Regions from separate parts of the Mus musculus genome. Here regions 1 and 2 are each linked to region 3. The links are chromatin contacts, called in public Hi-C and HiCAR-type maps. All regions are on one chromosome and are shown on one strand. Each heading gives the region's core, a stretch centred on a gene start, on an enhancer-like site or on the middle of the called end of the contact. The rest is flanking DNA. Distances are from core to core; before and after follow the strand shown. Region 1 has its middle 28 kb from the start of Gm36834. Region 2 overlaps Gm36660 (a long non-coding RNA gene). Region 3 overlaps Rad51b (RAD51 paralog B).

Region 1 (3,470 bases), core at 112-2,611, 260 kb after region 3:
CTGTGTCTGTGAGTGTGTGTGTGTGTGATGTTGATTGTGATCTTGCTCTCCATACATGAACAGAGGCTGCATTGTTAGCAGCCTATCTCTTGGTTTCTCATTCACCCCCGGCCACTGCAGCCCGAGCAGGTTCACAGCTGCTCAGGGATACACTTTCCAACACATTTAGGACTTGGACCGAGCCCAGGTTTGAGGAACACATGGTGATGGGGGAGGAAAGGGGGCTCAAATAGACGAGGAAGGGGGAAGAAAGCGCCTTCTTTCTTTCTTCTAGGCCAATCTCCATTTTCATCATCTGATAGCAGGGACAGCAGGAGAGAGCGCTGCATGAACTGCAAACCTGTGCAGGTCGGAGAAAAGGGCAGGCCAGGGGGAGGGGGAGATGGGCAGATCTCATCCATCCTGGCAAGAGGTCCCCTCTCTCTTGCAGTTTCTCTGTTTACAGTCTCCTCCTAGCCTCAGCCCACCAGGGGCACTCTAGCCCACACCAGAAGTCACTCATGGAGTGGACTTTCAACAGCCAGGTCCAAAGATGCAGAAAGGAACCTGAGTCCCATCCTGGTTTGGTTCTCTTTGCTCCAGATGAAAGACAAACATAATCTCCCCAAGCTTCTGCTTGCTTGTGCTCTCTCTCTCTCTCTCTTTCTCTCCCTCCCTCTCTCTCTCTCTCTCCTCTCTCTCTCTCTTTCCTTCCTTCCTTCTTTCCTTTTTTCCTGAGGGAAGTCATTTCCCACTACAAGCAGGGGCCAAGTGGCACCATCATCTCTTACCCACATCTAACCCCAATCATTTATTAACCAACTAATGAATTTGTCCAAAGGCCACACATAGCCCAGGTGCTAGAGATTAGCAAGAATAGAGTATGCTGCCCTCCAGATGAATAGAGAATCCAAAGGAATGAGCCAACATCTTTAGCATCAAGAGGACACAGGCCCAGCAAAAGCAGGTCTGAGCACTCTACCCCCTGTGATCTGCTCATCTTGCTGCAGGCAGCCTCTTCTACACTGATCATCAGACGGAGCAACCTGGGCCTGTTTCTTTGTGTTTCTCATTCATCTCGGCTTGGCAATGTAGACGGTTAAAAGTGACGCACCTATCCTCCAAGAAGGCTTCAGGATGTGAGTCAGATCCTGTGGGTACCATCCCTTGGGAGACAAGAAAGCCTCTTTCTGATTCTCATGGACCTCTTTTCTCCCCTTTCTCCATGGGTGCCTGAGGATCGAGGACCATCCCATGGGAACCAGGATAAAAACAGGGAGGTTGATGTGCTGCTAAAGTTGGCCACCCCTCCTGGCCCAGCCTGCCTGGGCAGTACTGCACAGAGCTGGCCTCTATGTGGGGTTCAGAGCGTCTCCTGGCTCCCACACAGAGCCCTTTTCTCCTGTGCTCTTGCATAAAGCTCACTCACAATCTCCCATTCAGAGAGCTGGGTGATTGAAAGGAGGTGGCAGGCCAGCCGAGTAACCTTTGCGTCTGGCTGTGTAGGAGAGAGCTAGACCCCTGAAGATCCCCCAGGCCCTAAAAGGACCAGCTAGGCTTTGATTCTGCACAGACACAATTAGGAAGATACCTTGCAGCAAAGACAACTGGTCTGTGGTGCTGGCTTCCAGCCCCAATGAATTACTTGCCCTTCTTTTTTCATCCCTCTCATTCAGGAAATGTGGTAAATATTCACCCCCTCATCTCTGGGTGGACTGCAGAAAGTGGGGGTGAGACTATAGGTGTTTGGCAGCTAGATGAATTTGCCGCTGAATAAAAGGGCTTAGCCAGCGTGTTAAAACAAGCTCGGGGCTCAGTCACCACGCTAATGGAGGTTTCTGTGAAGAGGGAATGTTTCATGCTGCCTGCCCCATGGGACAGCCACAGGCTGCAGGTGCTATCAAGCAGTGAAATATAGTTAGTGTGACTCAAAAAGGCACATATCTTTCATTCTGTTTAGTTAGGTTTAAAGAGCCAAATGTGGCTAGCAACAAGTTTAATGGAAAAGGGTCCTCAAGGCTCTGTGTCCACAACTGACGCAAGTTCAAATCCTGACTCTGCAGCATGTACTTGTCACTGTGTCTGTGACTGGGATGCATGGCTTGATCTCTTGGGTCTCAGTGAATAATAACTCTAAGGAAGCATGTGGGGGCCAGGCTTATGGGCATCTGATACTTAAGCCCCTAGATTCCAAGTCCCTCCTGCCAGCACGGCCTCCATCAGGCACGGTCCCTGTAAAGTCAGTCTGGGGGTCCAGGATGCTATGCTTTCCCCAGCCTTTACTGCAAGCAGACCATCCTCGAGGCAAGCCATCTCTCTCCAGGGCATGCACAATTTGATTGGTGATTGCAGCTTAGATGCTGTAAGGTATGCTGCCCAGAGTGGGTCTTCTGTTCTATGTCCACCAGATTCATCTTCTGTGAACAAATCATGAATCTAGTCGGTGACCCTGGCAACCCCATGCCAGACAGTGCCATAGCTGACAGTGCTGTAGCTGAAGGATGTCCCCTGCCTTGATTCTCAATGAACTGATGTTCATGTGTCATCTCTTCTTCTTCTTCTTCTTCTTCTTCTTCTTCTTCTTCTTCTTCTTCTTCTTCTTCTTCTTCTTCTCCTTCTCCTTCTCCTTCTCCTTCTCCTTCTCCTTCTCCTTCTCCTTCTCCTTCTCCTTCTCCTTCTCCTTCTCCTTCTCCTTCTCCTTCTTCTCCTCCTACTACTACTACTTCTACTTCTTCCTTCTCCTTCTCCTTCTCCTTCTCCTTCTTCTCCTCCTCCTCCTACTACTTCTACTTCTTCCTTCTCCTTCTTCTCCTCCTACTACTACTACTTCTACTTCTTCCTTCTCCTTCTCCTTCTCCTTCTTCTCCTACTACTACTACTACTTCTACTTCTTCCTTCTCCTTCTCCTTCTTCTCCTCCTCCTACTACTACTTCTACTTCTTCCTTCTCCTTCTCCTTCGCCTTCTCCTTCTTCTCCTACTACTACTACTACTTCTACTTCTTCCTTCTCCTTCTCCTTCTCCTTCTTCTCCTACTACTACTACTACTTCTACTTCTTCCTTCTCCTTCTCCTTCGCCTTCTCCTTCTTCTCCTACTACTACTTCTACTTCTTCCTTCTCCTTCTCCTTCTCCTTCTCCTTCTCCTTCTCCTTCTCCTTCTCCTTCTCTTTCTTCTACCTGAGCCAAAGCTTATCTATCCTATGTCCCACCCTGGAGAGAGTCAACTTGTTATCTTCCCAAAGGACAACTGCCTTCTCCCATGGTCCTAGGCTCTAATGAACTCCTAAGACCTGGCCCTGGTCTTTCTGAGAAGTACCAGACACCATGACAGAAGAGAGAGGGTCTGGCCAAGTCAACTGGTAGCTCCCTGGGCTACTGAGAATAGACACATCCCCACTCTCCTGGTGCTTCTGCGGCCCTTTTCGGATGTACCTAAACTAAAACTCTAGGCCCAGGAAGTCAGGCCACACCAGTGAGTGCCCCCAGGACT
Region 2 (3,138 bases), core at 105-2,604, 330 kb after region 3:
ACCCATGGTTTCCTGCATGCTAGGTAAGCACTCCACCTACTGAGCTACATCCCCAGCCCCTGGTGTGTGTGTGTGTGTGTGTGTGTGTGTGTGTGTGTGTGTGTGCGCGCGTGCGCACGCATGTGTACATATTTTTAAAACTCCTAAATAGTGTGCTGACTTACACCACTCATGCATGCTCTTTATTATGCACCCTCAGTCTCCTTTGGAAGATGTCACACTACACTTTCAGAGACATTATAGAAGGTTTGTCTGTCAGTGCCAGGTCAAAGCCCCACAGGTTAGGGTCCCAGAGAGGATCACACCAAGAGTCCCAGTACCTCCCTCTCACTTCTATGGACGTGCTGGGACCTCACATCCCAAAGTCCTGGGACCAAGTCTCCTGGCCTTATCTTTTCTTTTCACTGAGCCTCCATGCTTGTGTCCACCATGTGGACAGCTTTTAAGCCCCTCTCACAAAGCCTGGTGCTTGAGACAAAGTTAGCCAGGTTCTGCTCTTTGTCCACATTTCAACAACTCTTCTGCCTGATATTAAAAATAGCTTTGTCTGGTCGAGTGAGATCAGGCCAGGAGACAGGCGCCTGCTGTTCTAATCTCAGCCTCACAAATAGCTCTTGATGCGCTTGAGTTTCCCTCAGCACCTTCAGGGGCTCCGACTGCAACAGGGGCCTGCTTAGTTACCTCTGAAGGTGAGATTCCTCTATGCTGCTCCTGAGGTCCACAAGAGGCCTGTGCACGTGCACACACACACACACACACACACACACACACACACACACACACACACATTCCTGTTACGGACCTTTTTGGTGCCTCAGAACTAAGCCGCCATTGAGAGCATTCACCACACTCCGGGTATCCTATATTTCCCAGGCCAGAACCTACAAAAGCGTCCCTTGAGAGTTAAACTCAAACATCTATAGTAAACAGGCTGCCCCTCCCTGTCTGCCCCCTCCTCCATTCCCCACCCCTAATTCCACCTCCCTGTCTTTCCCCCAAGCCCATCTTGTACTCTGTGAAAAACCATAGACCCTTTGGTTGCCAAGGGAACCAAGCCTTTCATTCTGTTCCAGTGACTGGCTGGTTGGGGCTGAGGGGTAGGGCAACAACTGGTGCCCAGACCTTTGGAGCACACACACCCCCTCACAATGCCCCCCTTTTTTTCAAAGGAGGAGGGGTGGATTGCACCCCAGTTGCTTTTTCACCCAAGCCCAGCTGGGTGAGACAGAGCCCTTGGGCTCTCAGGAGTTCCTTGGCTGCCACTTCGGGGGGAATCCATGCTCCCCAGGCCCTTCTCTGGCCCTGGCCCTTTCCAGAGGACAATAGCCTCCACGCAAGGGAAAATTCCATCGCCCAGGGTTCAAGTCTCCAAGGAGTTGCTGGGGCCTCTGTTTAGCCTAGAGTGGGCTCTGAGGAGCCGCTGCAGCTGTCTGGCTTGTTTCCCCCTCTTGCTGTGTTTTCTCTTTAACCCCTGAGCTGCCAAGGGGCTGTTTTACCCCAACCCCCAGACAGTGCCTGGGAACTAAGAGAGGAAAGAAATAAGGCTTTGTTCCCTGGGGGAACTAATTGGGAAAGAGCAGCAGTGTGGCCTACAGGGAGAACACTCCCACCTCTGCACATCTTCACTGAAACCAGCAAGCAGGAGCTAGGAGCAAGGGGCTACAGAAAACCAGGGCTGCTCAAGCTGCTGAGAGCCATTTTTCTCAAACTCGGAAGACGTTGGGTGGGTGTGGGGGGTGGAAAGCTGCAAAGGTCTCCATCTTCCCAGCTCAAGGCCCTAAGCCAACACCTGCTTTTCTCCCCCTGCTGTTTCTTCCAAGATCTGCACACACACAAAAAAAACAACAACTCTGGAATAAAAATAGAAACTGGGGAGACCAAGGCATCCTGTTTCAAAATACTAGATTGGTAAGTGAGAAATATCTAGCAACCCCATGTCAATGCTTAACCTCTAAAAACCAGTTTTTTGTTTAGGAATTTTACTTCATTGCACATCAGTAGCAATCAATACAAAGGTTTTCTCACAAACCAAAAGTTCTGCTATGTATCTTAAGATGGGGCGAATTCTATGTACAGATCCTTAAGGTACTGAAACATTATTCTGACCCCTATAGGAGTAGAATACATTTCTAAGCAACCATCAATGCTTCCACGTATGCAGCCAAGCCAGCCAACCATGGCCATTGATCAAGAACATTTGAGAAAAGAACTTACTCTCACACTGAGACAATAGTGCAAAGATTGTCTCCGTGCTGGGAAACACCTCCTCCCCTCTCCGGGAAGGAGAGTTCTGATCCAGATATGAAGACAGCTGGGGTCTAACACAGAACTCAGAGGTTCACCCTGGCCCTAGGAGAATACAGATTGGTGCACACAGCAGGGAAGCCCAGGCCTGTTGGGTTCCTCCTGCTCTCAGCAGCCACATCTCCGGTTCACCCTCTAGTACCCGATCCTGTTGACCCACAGCCCCACCCCCACCCTGTCCTGCAGCAGTCTAGCCTTTCTCTGTTGTGGCAAGGCTGCATTTTTCCCCCAGGAAACTATTGTGCAAAAAAAATGAAGCAACACAAAGCACAGAAGTGTACATGAGCCTTTTAGGGTTCACATCTAAACCAGAGGAATTTCTCAACAAAAGCATTGAGAGGAAGGTGAAATCAACCCGACACTCAGAACACTTGAACTGGGCTGTAGCCCCTAGTCCCAACATTTCATACTCTCTCCATGCGTGCGATCAAGCAGATGGAGCCCTGGCTCCTGACCCTCCATCCACACTCCCGTTAAGAGCTTCAGTGGCCAGAACAGACACTGAAAAAGTCTATGGGGAGTAGATTTTACTCACAGCTCTGAGATAGATCATCTCAGAGGTGGGCATGCTGCTGCATATCATAACTAAAATAAACAAAAAACAAAAAAACAAAACAAAACAAAAAACCTATCCCCACACAAACACACACAAGTGTTGACTCCGCATTGGATCATCTCCATAATTTCTTTTAGCTCTAAAGAAAGAGCTGACTGTTGAGAGACTGGCCAGGGCTAGGGTGGAGCCTAAATGTGCCATGTTCAGAGCAAAGGCTTTGACTAGTGCCAGATCCTTTTCAAGTTGAATAGCATGGAAGAAAGCTAACCGACCCACCA
Region 3 (3,425 bases), core at 729-3,228:
TGTTTTCTCATTGATAACTCAGGTCATTGTGCCTTTATCTCTCTCCATAGTGCTTTCGTGGGGACATCTTCCCAGACCTCAGGTATAGCCCTGGATGTGACCCACAGTTACATGTCCAGAATACCGTCCACTTCACCACAGAAGCCCTTTCACAGTCCCTTGTGTGCCTGCCATTATAAAGACTGGTCTGTCTCACTCCTGACTGTTTTTCTACTCCTTGTGTCTTTGCTTGGCATATATAACTGGCACTTAGTAAACATTTGTCGAATGACTTAAGGCATTAGGTAACTGAAACACAAGAGAATTGTGGGCCTTATATTGGCTTGGAGAGTCTTAATCTATAAATCTGGTAGGGTTTCTGAAGTGTTGACACTGGCTTAAGTGAAAGTCACCAAGTTGAAAATAAAAGATTAACGTTGGGGGAGGAGGTTGTGAGATGATGCTTCCAACACATTGGCAAGGTTCTGATTCTTAATATAGAGGGATCCTGGCTACTCCTGAACTAAAGAGACAGAAACCTGCTCATTTCATATATATCCACTGCAGAGCTATTGGAGAAACCTACGGAGTTTTACAAACTGTAAGGGTATTGTTATTTTATGGTTGTTCACCTAAAAGCCTCGGTAACACCTGTTTTCCCTGGTCATAATTTTGGAGATACTCGAAGCCATCCTGCCTCTGGTTTTGTTTCATGAACCTACCTTAACCCTTAAACTACGAAGAGCACAATATTTTGTTGAGCACCTACTTTGTACTTTGTGTTCTAGGTTATAAGTTGAATACCTGGAGTCTTTCACTAAGCTTCATGGGATCTTTACCAGTGGATCGATCGCATCATGTAAGAGAAGACTAGCATCATGTCCTAGTGTCAGGACAGTCTTTCAGACTTTCCTGATGACCTAATGTTCTCTGTTGGGGACATGCTGCAGAGAAGTACAGGAGATTTTTTTTTTTTTTGAAAAGCCAGAACACTTGCTAATACCTCAGACAGGGATGTACGTTGTATGATGCACTGCACGGCGCCCCAGCTTTCAGAGACCACCTCTTACCAGAAGTTTGCCAACCCCAGCTCTTAGAGAGATTCAGCCCAGCAGCCTCAGTCAGTCCTCTCATCCGACAGTAATCAAAAGTTGCTTGGTAAATCAGTGGGGCCGAAAACATTCTTGGCAGTTCAAACAGCCAGCGGTAAGAACAAGCTTTCTTTACTTGCAATGAGTTCATTATCCAAGGGCCAGAAGTGCTCAAAATCATTGATTGGCTAATTATAAGTAACTCAAGGGCCATAATGCTTCAGTCCCTCTGTGGGAATATTTATAAGTGCTCAAGTTCAGCTCAGATAAAAGAGAGGGATGCCACCCAAGAAAACTGCAGGAAAAAGCCTAGAATTAGATGGCATGGGATGTTGCCAGTCTGAAAGAGGAAGGATCAATATATCACTGAATTTTACAAACCAACCTTGGAAAACAGATTCCCTGTGTCCTTCCCAGCTTTAGGATGGGATGCAAAACTAGGGGCTTTCCCCCTTTACTCGCGGTAGTAAGTCTACCCTGTTTTCTTAGGAAGGGAAGCAGTTGCTTTAACACTCTGGCTAGATTCCCAACATGAACAGGGTGGCCCGATTAAAACAGGCCTGTGGATGCTTCTGCGTGAGGGAAGGGGTTAGCTGTAAAGCACCACGTGCTTGTGGGTGTTTAATGAATATGAGCTGATTAAATTGGCCACCCTGAATTATAACCTCATCCCTCTGGAGCTCCTCTCTGGCTCTTAGCTCAGGACCATGTTCATCAAACTTTCTGCCCAAACTTGCTAGGCAGAAATGCTTCCTCCTAAAGTTGCCTGTGTTTTCCACCCAACGTTTCTTTGTTTCAAAGATGCGCAGTAGAATGTGACCATGGGAGACCCTTCCCTTCGGATGCAGGCCCAGCTGCAGTGACGGCAGCCACACCCACAGCACTTCCCCTCAAACCTGCTGCCTCCATCTGTTTCCCCATCTCTGGACTAGTACAAAGCCAGTGTCTGTCTGGGACAGATAGTGAGCTGAGTAGCAGACAGAGGAGGCCTTGTCTAAAGAAGGAAAAACTACTGTTCTAGAAACCGGGCGACCTAGCTTTCTGGCTGGATTGTGCTAAGAGCCATCTGTGTGGTTAGGAGAGTCATTTGTTCCTTCACCCATAAAAGGCAAAGGCGAGACAAAAATCAATATTTCTCAAATTGTGGGCTCTGGGACTTGGGGTCTGCAAGTTCTATGAGATTTTTAAAATTTTTATACTCTTACCACCAAAGTTTTTTTTAATTATTATTATAAAGACAGTATAATTACAGTTGAAAGACACTGAAAAAAATAAATAAATAATAAGTTTCTTAAATTGGTGATTCTAAAACTTATGTAACATTTTCTGGAGGTTTCTCGGTATATTATGGGAATCTCAAATAGTTGTTTTTTTAAAAGGACTCCGTGAATCAATAGAATTTTCTATAAAGCAAAACATCTTCGTTTTAAGTTTTTTTTTTCTTCCCCCCACAGTACGCTTAACTCTCTCAATGCATGGGCTTCCTTTGTTTTTACAATCAAGATATTTGCTCCTTCGCCAAAACTTTCCATGAAACTGTAAAGAGTGTGTTTCTTACAAAGGCTGCTTTTCCCTTTAAGATTTGGAGCATTGGGCTGGGCTGATATAACTCAGTGGGAAAAGAACTTGCCACATAAGCATGAGGACCTGAGTTCAAACCTCTAGAGCCTGTGGAAATCTGGTACTGTAACCCTTGTCTGTAATCCTGGTGCTCCTACATGGACCTGGGAAACAAGAGCATCGCTGGGAACTCATGGGCCACTGAGCCTGGTATTTGAGACAGAGGAGAACAGAGACCCTGCCTTAAACAAGGAGGAAGACAAGGAAGGACGGATATTCAGCCCTCCGCTTGTACCATAACACACATGCAGCCTCATATACCTAAACACACACACACACACACACAGAGAGAGAGAGAGAGAGAGAGAGAGAGAGAGAGAGAGTGTCAAAGGTCAAAGGCTGGAGATATGGATCAGTGTTTAAGAACACTGGTTGCTTTGCTTTGCTAGAGGACACAGGTTCAGTTCTTAGTACCCACATGATAGCTAACAACCAATTAATATTGTATTTCTGAGGGATCAAATGCCTTCTTCCAGCCTCCTTATGTACTATATGCACATAATGCATAAACATACATGCAGAAAAAAAAAACACCCATGAAGATTTAAAAAGAATCAGAGCATCATAAGTCATTGTTAATCAACCTTATCAACTGAGACTACCTTTCTTTTATCTCTCAACCCTTATAAACCTAAGATTAAATTTAGTTGTGCATTTTAAATCATATTTTACAAAATGCATTTGTGCATACCATCCATCTATCTATTTATTTTGTGTGCACATGTGTGGGCAGGG

What was found. Hi-C and Micro-C count contacts between places; a contact is called where the count stands out from the background. HiCAR-type assays count read pairs that join an accessible place to other places.
Region 1: a contact with region 3 is called in a Hi-C map of cerebellum, with 2.2 times the contacts expected there. The contact joins two enhancer-like sites. A contact is called at or near these places in 4 of 484 Hi-C or Micro-C datasets (the HPC-7 cell line, Sertoli cells, brain and 1 more) and 4 of 115 datasets of contacts at active chromatin or transcription factors (large pre-B cells, neural progenitor cells, oligodendrocyte precursor cells and 1 more).
Region 2: a contact with region 3 is called in a HiCAR-type map of astrocytes, with 7 times the contacts expected there. The contact joins two enhancer-like sites. A contact is called at or near these places in 2 of 484 Hi-C or Micro-C datasets (CD4 T cells and bone marrow-derived macrophages) and 7 of 115 datasets of contacts at active chromatin or transcription factors (astrocytes, craniofacial prominence, embryonic basal ganglia and 3 more).

The regions. Positions count from the first base shown.
Region 1 is chr12:79,989,635-79,993,104 of GRCm38.p6, forward strand. No RefSeq gene overlaps it. Among named protein-coding and RNA genes, the nearest start is that of Gm36834, 28 kb to the right of the region's middle. Within about 2 kb of position 1,362, at least 76 of the 459 cell types and tissues checked have an H3K27ac peak or open chromatin away from gene starts, as enhancers often do. A contact at or near this core is called in cerebellum and oligodendrocyte precursor cells, where this site is marked.
Region 2 is chr12:80,061,442-80,064,579 of GRCm38.p6, forward strand. All of the region lies in intron 3 of Gm36660 (a long non-coding RNA gene), which reads right to left. Among named protein-coding and RNA genes, the nearest start is that of Gm36660, 23 kb to the right of the region's middle. RefSeq lists an enhancer at 1-3,138. Within about 2 kb of position 1,355, at least 191 of the 459 cell types and tissues checked have an H3K27ac peak or open chromatin away from gene starts, as enhancers often do. A contact at or near this core is called in astrocytes and oligodendrocyte precursor cells, where this site is marked.
Region 3 is chr12:79,730,918-79,734,342 of GRCm38.p6, forward strand. The region is part of intron 8 of Rad51b (RAD51 paralog B); the gene reads left to right. Among named protein-coding and RNA genes, the nearest start is that of Gm36048, 66 kb to the right of the region's middle. Within about 2 kb of position 1,979, at least 50 of the 459 cell types and tissues checked have an H3K27ac peak or open chromatin away from gene starts, as enhancers often do. A contact at or near this core is called in astrocytes, cerebellum and oligodendrocyte precursor cells, where this site is marked.